Regions from separate parts of the Mus musculus genome. Here region 2 is linked to region 1. A link is a contact called in public promoter capture Hi-C data. All regions are on one chromosome and are shown on one strand. Each heading gives the region's core, a stretch centred on a gene start, on an enhancer-like site or on the middle of the called end of the contact. The rest is flanking DNA. Distances are from core to core; before and after follow the strand shown. Region 1 holds the start of Tuba8 (tubulin, alpha 8). Region 2 holds the start of Iqsec3 (IQ motif and Sec7 domain 3).

Region 1 (3,284 bases), core at 401-2,900:
ATTATTATTGATACAGGGTTTCTCTGTGCAGCTCTGGCTGTCCTGGAACTCACTCTGTAGACCAGGCTGGCCTCAAACTCACAGAGATCTGCTTGCCTCTGCCTCCAGAGTGGTGGAATTAAAGGTGTCTACCGCCATCTGACTGAGTCTCCAATTTTAAGCTATTACAGTATAAGACTGTGACCTACCTGGGTCCTTCCTCTGTGTGGGCACTGTGATGCTGCTGGCCCAGCACTTTGTCCCCAGAACTCTTCATGTGTGTTACAGCAGTGGAGGCAGTTTATCTGGAGTCCTTGGGGTAGGCAGTTCCAGCTTGGAGGCCGTGTATCAGTGGGAAGTGTTTTCAGTACTTTCTCACATGCAAAGATGATTAAAACATGTATCCTCTCCTCAAGAAACTCATAGACAAATACATGAAAGGTGAGCCAACAGAATAAACTACTACCTAGATAAGTTTTACTCTGCTGCTTCCTGAGCACAGAAGCAAAGGTGTGTCTTCATCTATGTTTGGAAACAGAGCCAACATCTGGCCACAGCAGCTCCACCTACATCTTGAAGAACTCTTAACTTCCCACAGTGACTTGTGTGGTGGGAAGTTGCCAGAGAAAAGAGGGAGGGAAGAAAAGCTGGGTTATATCTCTTAAGTATGAAGTGGCCCTTGATAGGGAATTCCATGTCGCAGTTCAGGTGTAAGAACCATCCAACCCCAACCGACTTGGAGACAAAGGGACTTGTGGAGCCTGTTAGTAATGTGGGCAACTAGAGAGGCTCTTAAGCTGAGCATGGTAGCACACACTTTGGAAGCAGAGGCAGGTGGGTGGAGCTCTGTGAGTTCCAGGCCAGCTTGGTTTACAAAGCAAGTTCCAGGACAGCCAGGGTTACAGGCTAGGTGAGCCCCTATCCTCACCCAACTAGATGGAGGGTGAAGAAATCCTTTGCTCTTCAGTGTCATCTGTGGCCACTAAGAGGAGGTCCTAACAGGGCAGAGGCAGTGAGAACCCTGATGTTCTGGGGTACATGCAAAGTGACACATTTGGGGATTACGTAGGAAAGGCTCTTGTAGGAGTGGGTCAGGAGGAGAGACTTGAGAATCATGGAGATATTCTGAGAGTATTTAAAATAGTGCTGAATCCCTGAATCTACTATGGAGGGCTTGCAGCAGATGCAGATGCAGATGCAGAGGCATACCATCTTCTGACTTCTCCAGTAACCAGGCAGGCAGTGGTGGAAGCAGAAGCGTGGGCTCTGACCACGGGCTGGTCTGATCCTGCAGGCTCTCCTGGACTGAGGTGACCGGCTAACAGATTAGTGTCTTCCCACCACACCAGCCAGTGTTGGCAGCAGGACGACTATGAACATTTGGGGGGAGAAACAAGCATTTGTTTTGGAGTATTTTTCCACTGCTTTCCAGTGGCCTCGGAGTGGATGCGGGGTTTGTATGCACACGTGTGTTGCGGTCACAGGACTGCTTCCTGGACTGCAAGGCTCAGGAGCTCAGTGGCAGCTCCGGGCATGAGAAGCAGCCAGGCTGGACTAGGGAGCCTCTGGTGGGAGGGGAGGTGCCATTGTGACCTACCCAGGTCCCTCCCCTCCGCGGGCACTGTGATGCTGCAGGGCAACTGCTGGCCCAGCATGTCTGTCTCAGGCCCCCTCCCTCGCAGTGTGTCACAACCGCGGAGGCGGCCGTATCTGGAGCAGTTGGGGTGGGCAGGCCCAGCTGGGAGGCGAGCGGGCGAAGAGAGCGGCCACGATGGTGAGACTTCCCCGCCCGGGCTGGCCCCGGACGCGCGCAGGTGCCGGGGAGAGAGCTGCGGGGCCACGGGGTAGCTGTGGGGTGGCTTTGGATCTACTGGGCTCCAAGTCTCCTGGAGGGTCTGTGGGTCAGTTCAGGGTCAAGGGTCTTGTTTCCCAGGGGTGAGAATATTTTGTAGAGAATGTAGAGAGCAGGGGCTATTGGATCCTTAAAGGGACCTAAGACCGATCTGCGCTCGCTAAAGAGAGGAGGGCGAACCTGGAGAGCTCGGTGGAGAGATACGTTAGAATCTGGGGGAGTAGCCACTCGTGGACCAGAGTGAGAAGAAATGGGATGCCGAGGGATTCTGGACAGGTGGTCTGGACCTGGGTGGCCTGGGGGAGTAGTCTCCAAACCTAATCAAAAGTGGCACGTTCCCGGGGTCATTCTCCACCCTCATCACCCGGCCATCGGCTATCGGCTTGGGTTTAGGGCAACTTCAATTCGAGCTGGGTGTTATGGACCCAAGACGTTTCCCAGGTGCCTGTCACCAGTGCTGGCTCCTCGGCCATCGGCTTGGGTTTGGGGCACCCTCAGTTTCAGCTGGGTCCAAACCAGCTTCGCAAGCGCCTGGCGCTGGAGCAGGCTCCTCACCTTTCCCGGCGGTCAAAGTCAAAAAGACTTTGGGACTCAGAAGTTTGGGACCCAGATACCAGGGGACCTAAGCCGTTTCATTTTATTTTCTATTCTGGCTTCCAGGCAGCAACTCTTCTTCATTAGTTGCTGTCTCCACTAGCGGCTGCTACCTTCACAGCCCCTCAGAGCGAGCTTTACAGCATCTCTGCCAAAGCCCCTGGGAAGCTCCCCTGCGGGGGACTAACGTTGGCCTCAATCATTGCTCTCCCGCCCCCCTCCCCCCACGCCAGGAAGCCCTGGTGTGTCCGCAGTGAAGTGGGACAGAAAGGTTAGAGTGGAGAGGGGTGGGCAGAATAAGAGTATCTCACAGGCCAAGGTCAGGTTCTCTGAGCCACTTGCTCTGGTGTCAGTGACAGAACAGCCAGGCCAGAACCTTCCTTCTCTCCTCCCCACCTCTTTTCTCCCTCCCCCATCCCCTCCGCCCTCCTTTTCCCCTCCTCCTGCCACCCCTCCTCCTCCCCTCTGGCTGTTCATTTGGGAGATTGCCCAAGACTTTCTGGCGCTGGCTCTCCTGTCAGCCCTACCTCTAAGCCTATCCTATCACTCGCCAAGCATGCTTCCAGACACACCTGGGATCTTGAAGAATTTGACAACGCAGGAGAGAGTGACCAGAGGAAACCACTTGTGCTCAGGTCCTAGGTGTGGGACCGTAGGAGGAGTTCAGATTCGGGCACTTGGCAATGTGGCTAGCACTTCGGGAAGGTCATCAAACTTCTCTTGGCTGGCTTTTCACATCTACAAAACGAGGGGGGGGGCTTACTTCAAACTTCCAAGGCTCTACATAGATTTTATTATTTTTAGGCTTTTTGTTATAGAGTGATATAAATATGTATTTAAATATATAGGAATTATATAC
Region 2 (3,284 bases), core at 558-3,057, 260 kb after region 1:
GCTAACCAGGTACTGATTGCCACGGGGCTGTTCTTCTCTCGCCTGTCTAAAAAGAAGCAATACTGACAGCATCGCCAGGCTCTTTCAATACAGAGGAGAAAACGTTCCAGCCCCCTTTATCTCATCCTCCCACATTCCTATACCATGGACCTCACAAGTGAAAAGAAATCTTGAGGCCCTAGACTCTGCGTGGGGACAATTAATATTTCTCCTGGAATCCAAGATGAGGTTTCCTAATAACCAAAGGGAAACAAGGCTTGCCATAAGAGGCCACCACAGAGATTTATAGAGGCATTACATTCAAGAAACTGCTTTCCAGCTGTCTCTGATCTCATTGTTCTCTTCCCATGATTTGAACCCAGATAAGCTTCTGAGTCAGTGGAGAGCTCCAGCCAGGTGAGTCCTCAAGCTGAAACAGAGACATCCAGGAGTCTGGAGGGTTGTTTCTGCGTATGCCTTGGCACTATAGAGGCTCAGCATAAAGATGTTCACTTGGGTCAGAAGGGAGAAAGCTTTCCCAAGTGAGCCACTCCTGGCTCTGACTCCCACTGCATCAGATAAAGAGCCAGCTCCTTCCCCTGGGCAGCGCTGTCTCCCACCATTCATCTTCCTGTATCCAGCTCCCCTGCCTGTTCCCGTTCCCCCCCCACCTCCTGTCCTTTGCTTTATCCTACCCACTCTAATCCTTGCTGCTGGACCCCAGCCCCTATAAAGCGCTTAAACTTCCTGATCAAGTCTGTTTTGGTGTCTCACTCTTTATTTAAACAGTTGTACTATGCAAACTCACTTCCGAATTTTTCCTAGCTTAAATCCTTCAATGGTCCCCTGCTTTGGCTTAATTTTTTTGCCCCCAACTTCCTCCCAATTTTATCTCCCTTAATTTCTGGAAGTTATCATTATCCCCAACCAGTTAAAGCCCATTCCTCTCATTTTTTGCTCCAAAGATGGTCCAAATACTTCCTTTGGCTCCAACCACCACAGACCTTCCAACGCGGATCTCAAGCCCTCCTTTGCGGGACTCTCCTTGACACATTTTTTTACCCAAGGCATTTTTGCCCGCTTCACTTCACAGTGCTCAAGTCCTTCACTCTTACACACAGATTTCCCATTTCCTCACACCCACTTGCTTCTCCCACCTCCTTGTCCCCACTCACTCGGGTCTCCTGCTCAGGACGCCCTTGCCGAGGGCGGCGGGGGATGCGTGTTGAAGCAGGGCTCCCGCGGCAGCACAACAACTCGAGGGACGCTCCTTCTCCTTGTCAGCTATGGCCCCGGGTGCCACCGGGTGCTGGTGGGGCGACTGAGGAGTCTGAACCCTGCTGCTGGGTGCAGGTTGGGGCTGCGCCAGGAGCTGACCGTGGTGCTGAAGCGGCGGCTCCGGTGAAGCGGGTATGAGCTGTCCGTGGTCCTGAAGCGGTTCCTGGGCCGCAGCGGCGGCCGGAGCAGTGACTGCAGGAGCAGGCAGTGGGGCAGACGGCGGCGGGGGAACCAGCCCAGGCGGAGGCTGGGCTTGCAGCAACTGCTGGTGTTCCCACAGGCTGCGGTTCTCCGCGCTCAGCTCGTCTAGACGCCGCTCCAGCTCATCGATGCGCTGGCGCTGGGTATGGATGAGGCTTTGCTGGTTCTGCACGATGGCCGTGAGCTCCTTGAGGTAGAGCACGGCGCGCACCGGGTTCTCCAGCAGGCTCTCCATGCCGCCCGCCGCCGCCTGCGCCCTGCCTGCGCCTAGGCGGGCGGCGGGGAGCGTGAGCGCGCAGGAGCCCAGCAGCCCAGCAGCTCTGGCGGTCGGTGGCCTCCCTCCCTCTCTCTCCCTCCCCTTCCCGCCGTCGCCTGCGCGTCACCGCCACACAGGCATTCGCACACGCACTGAGGGGCGGACCGGCGCCAGGGCCCACCTCCCACCTCTGGGCTTCGTGAGGAACCCTGCTTCCCGCGGGGGCGTAGGAGAGGCGGGTGGGGATGGGGAGCAGAGGGGAAGAGGCTGGGTCGAGCAAAATACTCTATGAAAATCCAGGATGGAGATCAGTCCTACCAGGGAAGAAGGAAGAGCCAACCCAAGCAGAAGCGCTGGGAAAGTGCTATAGAACTAAGACAAAAAGGAAGCCGCCAGAGAAAGATGAAGAATAAAGGAAGCTGCCAAAGACATAGAGAAGTACAGGCACCCAGCTCTAAAAGGTCACAGTCACGTTTTCCTGTATCTAGGCACCTCAGAGGCAGGGCCCATTTTTAAGACCTTCTAGGGAGGAGACACACCTGCCTTTTTGATGCTCAACAATTTGCTCTGTAGGATGTCCGTGAACAGTTATGAGACCCTAGAGAACAAGGCGTGTGTCTGTTGCTTAGTTCTGGCGGGGGTAAGTTAAGGCAGGAAGGCTGCACATGCAGGGATTTTTCTCTGGAAATGAGATCTCATGGCTCTTTGGACCTCTCTGACAGGAACAGAAACCAAATAGAACCTCTGAGGTTCCCGCTTCCAGAACCTTCTGAAGCAACCATTCTTTTTGACAGTTAGGAAGCACATGCAATTAGTAAATACTGGACTAGGAGATGATATAATAAAAACTACCAGGATGGATTTGTTGGCTTCTTGTAGCTTATAAGCAGTGGATCAAAGACTTAATAATTAATTTTGAAAGGTGGGAGTAAGACAGAGCTGTGATCAGAGTGTTGTAGGAGTCACCAGTCTGGGGATCTCCGGAATGCTTCTTGGAAGAATTAACATTTGAGGAGGGAGGGGTTTTCCTGGAAGCTCAGAGACATGAATCAACATGGAATTATCTGTTAATTTTTCAGTTTTTGCACATAACATCCACTAGATGCAGCATTATACTAGGTCAGCCAGGAGGAAAATTAAGGCAGGAAGGCTGCTAGGGCTAGATTTTTCTCTAGAAATGAGGTCTCAGGGTATTTGGAGTAATAATTCATATGCAACAGTGTGCGCTCATTCTGACTACACAGCTCCGTGGATTTTGACAGTATACACCCGATCGCTCATCACTACAAACAAAAAAACTGTTACGTGTAATAAGCACCCCTCTGCTCTGTTCAACTTCTTGTCCCCAGCCCCAGCTAAGCACTCATCTGCTTCCTCTAAACACACATTAGTTTTGCCTGTTGTGGAATCTAATATTAACGAAGTCACATAATGTATACTTGCTTGTGTCTGATATGTATGTGGTCCCTCCATTCCGTTACAAATACCATTAATTTCTTTTTTATTTTGGAGTGGTATCAACAACAGACATAGCATAGTTTTTTTTTTTTTCTTCCTTTATTTGCTGATG

The links. Promoter capture Hi-C pulls out the DNA fragments that hold promoters and counts their contacts.
Region 2: a contact with region 1 is called in a promoter capture Hi-C map of embryonic stem cells, with 2.3 times the contacts expected there. The contact joins the promoter of Iqsec3 here to the promoter of Tuba8 in region 1. A contact is called at or near these places in 1 of 39 promoter capture datasets (embryonic stem cells) and 1 of 115 datasets of contacts at active chromatin or transcription factors (SST interneurons).

The regions. Positions count from the first base shown.
Region 1 is chr6:121,209,084-121,212,367 of GRCm38.p6, forward strand. It overlaps Tuba8 (tubulin, alpha 8), which reads left to right and starts at 1,651. Exons shown (of 5, transcript NM_017379.2): 1 at 1,651-1,753. The coding sequence starts at 1,751.
Region 2 is chr6:121,471,871-121,475,154 of GRCm38.p6, forward strand. Iqsec3 (IQ motif and Sec7 domain 3) reads right to left here and starts at 1,808. Exons shown (of 14, transcript NM_001033354.3): 1 at 1,155-1,808. The coding sequence starts at 1,693.